2 separate regions of the Mus musculus genome follow, and region 1 is linked to region 2. Evidence: chromatin contacts called from public Hi-C data. All regions are on one chromosome and are shown on one strand. Each heading gives the region's core, a stretch centred on a gene start, on an enhancer-like site or on the middle of the called end of the contact. The rest is flanking DNA. Distances are from core to core; before and after follow the strand shown.

Region 1 (4,589 bases), core at 745-3,244, 690 kb before region 2:
ACAAACAAGCATTCTATGCCCACATAGCTGCCAGACCTGTCCTTATTATCTTAAATGAATAATTACAAAAAGAACCCAAAAACAACAACAACAACAACAAAAAACTCAGATGGTTTCACTCCTGATTTATTTAAGTGCACCAAGAGTTATCCCCTGTGTGAGCATCTTCCCATGTATTGTATAGCATTGAAAGGTCCCATCTGGGAAGAAGAGGAGGATAATAAGACTAATGAAGAAAATGATGCATGTACGATGCAAGAAGTTAATGAAACTTGCAAGGCTGAGGATGCTCCAGAAGTTTACAAGCCCCCTCCCCAGTGTTATAAAAGTACTAAAAATTGCTGGGCAGAGAAGACTCTCTGATTGGTAAAGCTACCTATAATTTGTGCAGCACATGGTTGGCTGTTTGAGGAACTTTAATTATTTTATATTTAATTTTAATTTTATTTTTATGATGCAGCTGTCTTTGTCATCCACGCTCCTATAAATAATTCCACATATGCGCTCCTCCTGTAAGTAACCCAAGCACACTCGCTGACCCATCCATGCCCTCTCTGGAGTGGACAGACATTTGTTCACATTTCCCCAAGGAAAGTCACACAACACAGTGACACCCACAGCCTTGCCTTGTTGACTGTGTGACGTCACCTCTTAATCCTAACCATCTGCCTGCCCATTCTGCTCCAGCCACACCAACCTTCCTAATGCCAGGCCTTGAGCTTGCTTCAAGTTCAACCTAAGAAGCTCATGGTCTCCCTTCCTCTGCCAATTAGCCTCAGCTACCACTTATTCAAAAAGCCCTTCTCCATCTATCCATAAAAATGCCTGCCCCCTACGTACCTATTTTGGTAGAGCTGGGGCCTTTATTAGCTTGCACAGTACCTAGCTAGAATAGTACCTGAGATGTTTCTAGGGAGGGAGGAAGGGAGGGAGAGAGGGAGGGAGAGAGGGAGGAAGGGAAGGAGGGAGGGAGAGAGGGAGGGAGGGAGGCAGGGAGGCAGGGAGGGAGGGAGGGAGGGAGGATGGATTATGCTGCTATGAGTCAGAGTCTGGCTTAAAGCTATATCAGGCTTACTTCATTTAACTCTCATGATAAACCTGGGAAATAATATTCATCTTCCCATTGTCTAGGTGTTGAATACTAAGGATAAGAGGGTAGGGCTCTCAAGCTCTGATGGCCAACAGAGGACCTTGCAAGGTTCTGGGTAGGGACAGAAATGTCAAAGTCCTTTGAGGCTCGGCTTTAGCCTCACTAGCTGTGCAGGTTTGGGCACGTTACTTCACCTCTCCGAACCTCAGTCAACCTCTGTCCCATGTGAATAAAACCGTACTTAAGCCCTGTGATTTGTGAGGTTTCAAACAGATAATGCATGGAAGTGGTAACAGAAAAATCCGTGAAAATCAGCGGTTGCTACTGGGTGGCAGTGCAGGGATTTGAATGTGGATCTGTCTAGTTCGTCTTGAATGAGACATTGTTCTCCCTTAGGGACTTTCTGATCTAAGTCTCTCCCACTGCATCAGGAAGCAGAAAGACCTTTCCTCCTCTTCCAGAGTACCACACGCGAAGTGTCTCCCACCGGAAGCACACATTCGTTCTGCACACCTCACTCTTTCTCTCGCCCACATCTGCCCATCTGTTGCAAGGCTAAGGAAGTGCTACGTGCTACCCTGGGTGTGAGAGACAAAAAAAGAAACATCCCTGCACAGCCTCAGCCCCCTGGAGCCTGGCAGCTTTCTAGCCTGCAAGGTGTTAAGTCCCAGCTCCCCTACAAATCTCCTGCTGGGAGCCCCAAGTTAGAAGCAGCTTGAAAGCTGCCAGCCTGCTTCCAGTTGCATCCTTTCCTCCTTGTGGAAGATGGAATCAGACAGCCTGTCTCTGTGGGCCCCCTCCCCCTCCATCCTGGTCTCCTTGGTGAAGCTAGGACTGCTCCAGGGTTTCATGCAGACTCCAGAGGGCTTGGAGACCCCAGCCCCACCCTGGGGTAGGCTGGACCACTTATGCCTGCCCTAGAGCTGTCCTCCAGAGGTAGCCAGAATTGCAAAGCATATGCAGGGCTAGGCTCTTCAGCCTGCTGTTCCCTCTCACTCTGAAGGGGAGGGACTATTTGACTCCAAGAGGAGGACATTTCCAGCCAACCAAGGACAAAGAGGCCACTTTCTGAAAATGTGCTTGGAGAAGGGGCACTGGGCAGAAAAGAAAAGAAGGGACCCTACTCTCCCTTCCCCCCATAGGGGCTCCATCTGCTCCCTTCCCACTTTTGCCTCTCCTCTGGAGTTGGCTGATCTGGGTTCAGAGACAAACTAATGCACCTCTCTGCCCAGGACAGAACAGTGAATAGAGCCGGAGTCCCTGCCAAGGAAGTGCCACTGGCCAACCAGGCAGGTGGTCCTGAGTTAAAAGACCAGAGCAGGCTCAGGGCCCAGAAGACGTGCTTGGGTTTCCCTAATGATGTCTTCCTGTACATAATCATGCTCGAGCGTGTGTGCTTGTGTGTGTGCGTGTGCGTGTACGTGTACATGTGTGTTTGTTTCTGTCTCTCTGTGTCTCTCTGTCTCTGTCTCTCTCTGTCCCTCTGTCTCTCTGTGTGTGTGTGCGTGTCTGTTTCTGTCTCTCTGTGTCTCTCTGTCTCTGTCTCTGTCTCTCTCTGTCCCTCTGTCTGTGTGTGTGTGTGTGTCTGTTTCTGTCTCTCTGTGTCTCTCTGTCTCTGTCTCTCTCTGTCCCTCTGTCTGTGTGTGTGTGTGTGTGTGTGTCCAGACCATCCCCCAAGTCTTCCAAACCCTGGACTCACCCCTATTCTTTTACAGTCTAACATGAACAGAATAGGTAGACAGACCTTGCTTCCATTTACAGAATTAAAACTAAGTCTTCCTTAATTTCCAAACTAGTGACTGACTTTGGAAGATTCTACACAGAAACAAACACCTCCAACGTTCACAAGAGTCTCATCGTCTCCAGTGCTAAGAGATGGTGTGGCAAGAGAGACACACACACTTCTGAGAAGTGGTTTGATTTGGGTTTTCTTTCATCTTCCCTCTTAGGGAACAAAAAGGATTCAAAGAAACTGTTTAGACAGAGACGCATTGGTCCTATCTTCCCCCTTTCAAAGATGACTGCAGAGGCAGGGCTCAGTACATGAAAACAGCTTGAACTAGGAGAGTTCACTATTGTCTGAGCCAGGGTTCCTCATGGACGGAGATGAGAATAGGAGTGCTTGTCATCATGGCTTCTATTGTTTTCTTGTCTGAAGGATTTATCTATTTTGAGACAGAATCTCATGTAGTCCATTCTGCCTATTTTTTAACATTTTGGCTAAGGCTGAGGCCGGCCTTGCACCTCTAACCCTTCTGTTTCTACCTGCTAAGTGAGGGCATTTCACAGATACACCTCAATGCCTATTTTATATGTGTTCCTGGCAATCAAGCCTAGGTCCACTTTTGCTGGGAACTCTACCAATAGAGTTCTAACTCCAGCCCTAGTTTCCAGCATTGTACCTGTTTTCTAAAGATGCTCTGCAAATGGCAATCATTTCATTCTTTCTATGGCATCCTGTGTGGATCAGAGACACTATCTTAGCATAAAATTCCCAGGGAAGCTCAGGTTCTGCCCTATATTCCAGATCCTATAAGAGCCAAATGATGATGACACTGGCTATAACCAGCAGACCCAGCAGGTACACAGGTGGCAGAGACAAGGCCTATTGGTGGCATACTAATTTGCTAGCACACTAGATCAGGGGCAGAAAAAAGCCTGAAACCTCTGTGTGACTCCAGTTATCCCACTGTCACCTTCTGGGTCCTTAGATGGACCCTCAGAGCCATGACCTCAGCTGCCTCTGTTATATGGGAGGAGTTCATTGGAAAAGATGCCATTGGCTCTGCATTCATATATTAGTCCAGCCACTTAGAGCTAAGTAACAAGCCCTCCTCTACTCCATTCCTTCCTTGACCTGGATACATTAGTGTTCTTATCTATAAAATGGCTCTGATGAGAACTGAATTGGAGTCTAAATGAGATTGCTTGAATGTATTTAGAGCAATGCTTAGTTCACAGTAAGTGACAAGAGAAGGCTTTGAGTTGATTGGGACTCTCGTCTTTATCAGGAACACTAGAAGTCCAGTAGTGACTTTCCAAGCTATGATTTGGCCTAAAACCCCAGTCAGCCTGACACTTTATGAAGACAGCTGATTGAATTATCTCTGTGCTTCATAGTACAGCTTTGCAAGGGCAGGAACATTGCCTTGCTCACCTCTTTATAAGTATCAAGCTTGTGCGCCATGAATTGTTAACCAAATGGGTGAGTATATCAAATAATTCAACAGCTCCCTGTCCAATCAAAGCATTTCAAAGCGTCTCCCTAGATCATATGTGTTATGACTTCAATTAAAATAGCTGTTTAGCAAGAAAAATATGTAGCATTATGGACAGGAGATACTTCCTCTCTGAAACCTCAAGAATCATCCCCCCAAATGTACACTATGTCACCTTACTAATGCAGCCAAAAAGAGAGCAACTGGGGGGAGGTAGAAAAGAAAACTGGATTGACTGTGTTCCGCCCTCAATACTCTTTTGCCCCCTCTACCTGGTCCCT
Region 2 (4,296 bases), core at 407-2,906:
TTGTCATCACGACGTCCCCCTGTTGCTAGATCAAGAATGCTCTGGTTTCTTGCTTTTGGCTGCACTGTTCTAATGCCCCTCCCCCACCCCATTCTGCTTCTCAGGTTAGAAAAGGCCAGGAGCTAGTGAACACTGGGGATAGTTGCTTAGTCAACCTTTGGCACATTCAGGACATTCATTCATTCATTCATTCTCAGTCATTCATGCTCGCATGCATTCCAGTGAGTACTGACTGAGCATCTATAACTGCAGACACTGTCTTAGCTGCTAGGGACAAAATAATTAGCAAAACCTAGACTCTGTGCTTAAGGAAAGGCACATCAAGAGGACAGGTCACCACACCCTCAGAGGAAGCTGAGGCAGGAGAATCATGAATTTGAAGCTGGCCTGAACTATATAGCAAGACACTTTCTGACACAGTAAGAGAACAAGAGAAAAAAAATACATAATATGAGAAGTAGGGGGGACTCCATTCTTGGTAGCCAGACCCGTCCATGCCTGTTACCAACAACTTCTATTCCCTCCATCCTCAGAACTCTACCCTGTTAATTCAGATTTAAGTCAATTTCTTCAATTTTGTTCCAAAAGCTTAAAATGTAGGTGGAAAGCTGGTTATGAAGGACATTGAGTATCAATTCTGAGTTTAGCCTTCATTCTGGGGCATTAAGGAGCCATTAAGAATTTGGGGCAGGGGAATGCCATTAGACTCTAGTCAGACAGTGGGAGCAGCAGGAAGAAGGAGGAGGAGGGGGAGGAGGGGGAGGAGGGGGAGGAGGAGGAGGAGGAGGAGAAGGAGGAGAAGGAGGAGGAGGAGAAGGAGGAGAAGGAGGAGGAGGAGGAGAAGGAGGAGGAGGAGGAGAAGGAGGAGGAGGAGGAGAAGGAGGAGGAGGAGGAGGAGGACGGGGAGGAGGAAGGAGGAAGGAGGAGGAGGAGGAGGAGGAGGAGGAGGAGGAGGAGAAAACAGAAATAGGAGAAAGCTGTTGAGCCCGAAGCAAGGAAGTCCAGAAAGTTACCTGGGCTCCTCACCAGCCATGGGGGTGGGGGTCAGAACACAGCAAACCCCCTTCACACCAGAACTGGGGCATTCTGCACAGGGCCTTACCTAGAAGAGGCAGCACGCAGAGCAGACATGTACCCGCCATGGATGGGCACCCTCCCCGACTCAGATACCTTCATACATAATTAACCTCCTCCAAGCAGTGCTGTCAGGAAGAGTTAAGCTTAATCTCTTTCTTATACAGATGAAGAAATCGAGATTTAGTTCAAGCAGCCCTAGACCTGCATCCTGCCTCCACTATCCACCCATGGTACAGAAAGTTCTCTGCTGGCTGAATCCTGGACCTGTGGTTGCCGCGCACAAACCTTGTTTGGCGAAGCTGTGTCTGGCCGGTCCAAAGGTACAGATTCTTGGATTTACTAGCCTGTGGCAGATGCATCGGGGCATTAGGGGAAAAGTCCTGAAAGGGGTCCCTGGGAGTCTGTCCCTGCTACCACTTCTCCTTCTTCCAACCTTTGCTGCCCTGAGGAGATAACGAGATAACAGGCCTGGATCTGAGGGCCTCTTTTACAGGTAGCCTCTCCCTAGCCCGGGCTCTGGGAGAGGTCTGCTGCCACCTCACCTTTCCCGGTCTTTGTTTTCATTACTAAGACAGATGAGATCGAGAGAACAAGTGCGCCATCTGCTGGGCTTATCATGCAAGTTCCAGCTGCAGCTAGCCGAGCAGCAGGCGGCGATTGCCTTCCTGTTTGGATTTTAGGCCTTATAGTTAGTTTTTTTGAGTCACCTCAGAAGATAGTAAGACCTCGTGACCAGTGACATCTTTTATGAAATGAATCCCAGAGACAGGCTATCACTTTATAGCTGGAAACTCGGTACCGACAGGAACTGCCCATCATCCGGGTACTCAGGCTGTGGGACGAGGCTGGAGAAAGGCAGGCATTCGGCAGGACCACAGAAACAATGGGGAAGATCAGGCAGAGGGAGAAAGCCCACTCGGGCCTTTCCCAAGCATTCAGGGCCTGCAAACTCTCTCTGTGGAGATTAGGGTCCTCTGGCACCATCCCTGTACTACTGCCGTTAGCAATTTTTTTTCTTTTCTCAAAACTGCTTTAAAAAGAGGTGGGGGGAATTAAACCATAGAAATGTGAGCACCAAAGAAGATCGGATTGTATAAAGGTCATCAGTATGCAGTTAAGAATGTTCAGGAGCCAGGCGTGGTGACGCACGCATTTAATCCCAGCCCTCCGGAGGCAGAGGCGGGCGGATTTCTGAGTTCCGGGCCAGCCTGGTCTACAGAGTGAGTTCCAGGACAGCCAGAGAAACCCTGTCTCGAAAAACAAAACAAAACAAAACAAACAAACAAACAAACAAAAAACCAAAAACCAAAAAACAAACCAACCAAACAAAAAGAATGTTCAGGAATTATCAGGATTGGAAGTCGGTGGATACAGGCTGAAAACAGGTTAATGGCTTGAAAACCTTCAAAGTTCTAGACGGCCAATAGCTTCTAGATTAGAGCATAAGGGGTTGGAGAGGTCACTCAGTGGTTAAGAGCACAGGCTGCTCTTCCAGAGGACCTGGGTTTAATTCCCAGCAACCACATGGCAGCTCACAACTGTCTGTAACTCCAGTTCCAAAGAATCTGACACCCTCACACAGACATGCATGAAGACAAAGCACCAATGTACATAAAACTAAGTCCATCATTTTAAAACACACACACACACACACACACACAGAGCTATCCTCCTGGTAGTTAAAGAGAGTTCCAGGACAGCCAAGATTATACAGAGAAACCCTGTCTTGAAAATCCAAAACAAACAAACAAACAAAATTAAACAGAAACAAAAGAAACGAATGTAAAAGGAATGATAACTAATAAGAGTTCCTTGCTTGTGGTAACATTCTCACCACACTGGACTCACATCTTGGAAGTTTGTGAACAGCAGGCCAGAGAGCTTGACTAGCAGTGCCTGGGCAGGGGGCCTGTGTGTGTGCAGAGACCTCACTGAGTGGCTCACTCGGGTGTCCATTTGTCTTCACACTGAAAATCATCAGAAACGGAAGGCAAAGGACAACGATCAGGATCCACAGAGGCAGCCGGCAGGGCTGATCTAGGAGGGTTGGAAGTCACCACACTCAAGGCAAACTTAGGTCACCTGTGGGAAATCACAAACTTTCTTCCGCTACTGAATCGGCAGCGTTGGGGAGATGGCTCAGATAGTAAAGGACCTGGTTTTAGATCCCCAGAATTCAAGTAAAGAAGCTGGGGTGGTGGCACATGCTTGTGATCCCAGAGCTGGGAAGAGAGAAGAAGATGCCTGAAACTCACTGGCCCATCTGCCTTGCATGTTCAAGGATGATCCAAGACCGCGTCTCGGAAAACGAGCTGGATAGTTCCTGAGGAAGCTCCAGCCTCCACATGCACATACACACTCCAACACAGCCTCATCCAGCGGCATGGGCAGACACAGGAAGAGGCACGGGGTTGGCTCAATGCCCTGATCTCCTTTTTCAACCTCTGGGGTCTGGGTGGTTTGAAGCAGCTCGTGAGCTCTGGGTGCCTCACTGTCAAAGCCCAGGGGCTCTGTTGATCCTGGCAGGGAAAGGCAGCCTGGCTTTCTGGAGTGAGGCACATCTACAGGCTCAGAGACAGATACATTGATCAGGACTAAGCTGCTCGCCTCTGTGCTGTGCAAGTGGAATGTGGTGGCCAGCCAGGAGCACTGTCACCCCAGAGATTGATTGTCACCCTTTGATGGACAGAGTCTACATCCCAAATATTCCCACACCCTGGGGAAGGGACCAGAAAATCACCAAGCAAGAACCTCCTTAGAGATCAGTGGGGGAGAGGTTCTTCGGAAATCGTATTGACCCAACCCGAAATATAGTACCAGAAAACAAGTCTATTCTTGCAAACAAAGCAAACAACAGCAACACAATCAAGTCCCTTATACAAGCAGATTATGCAAGGGCACCAGACGTATGCAGACTTTTCCAGGTTAAGTTCAGTGTGACCTCACACCAGTGTCATTGCATTCAAATACAATATCCAATCTCCCAGACACCCATAAAGCTCCTTGTATTGAGTTCTTTGTGAATGGCAATGGGTGGTAGGAACCTGAGAAACAGGAATGTAGGGTCTCAGCAGGTTAAAGGAGTGGGAAGGAAAAAGGGATGAATTCTAGTCAAAGCTGAATCCTACTTGAGAACAGCAAGGGGCTGTCAACACAAAGTAGTGGGCTGGGGTTGAGGTCCATGACCTGCTGGGGAATGAAAATTATGAAATAGTCTGT

The links. A called contact is a pair of places that touch in the nucleus more often than the background predicts.
Region 1: a Hi-C map of rod photoreceptor shows a contact between it and region 2, with 3 times the contacts expected there. The contact joins two enhancer-like sites. A contact is called at or near these places in 1 of 15 datasets of contacts at CTCF or cohesin (large pre-B cells), 12 of 484 Hi-C or Micro-C datasets (B cells, brain, cerebellar granule neurons and 7 more), 4 of 115 datasets of contacts at active chromatin or transcription factors (astrocytes, embryonic midbrain, embryonic stem cells and 1 more) and 1 of 9 other capture datasets (embryonic stem cells).

Annotation. Positions count from the first base shown.
Region 1 is chr2:102,596,751-102,601,339 of GRCm38.p6, reverse strand. The region is part of intron 3 of Pamr1 (peptidase domain containing associated with muscle regeneration 1); the gene reads right to left. Among named protein-coding and RNA genes, the nearest start is that of Pamr1, 49 kb to the right of the region's middle. Within about 2 kb of position 1,994, at least 41 of the 459 cell types and tissues checked have an H3K27ac peak or open chromatin away from gene starts, as enhancers often do. A contact at or near this core is called in brain, cerebellum, cerebral cortex and 2 more, where this site is marked.
Region 2 is chr2:101,903,346-101,907,641 of GRCm38.p6, reverse strand. No RefSeq gene overlaps it. Among named protein-coding and RNA genes, the nearest start is that of Commd9, 19 kb to the right of the region's middle. Within about 2 kb of position 1,656, at least 70 of the 459 cell types and tissues checked have an H3K27ac peak or open chromatin away from gene starts, as enhancers often do. A contact at or near this core is called in brain, cerebellum, cerebral cortex and 2 more, where this site is marked.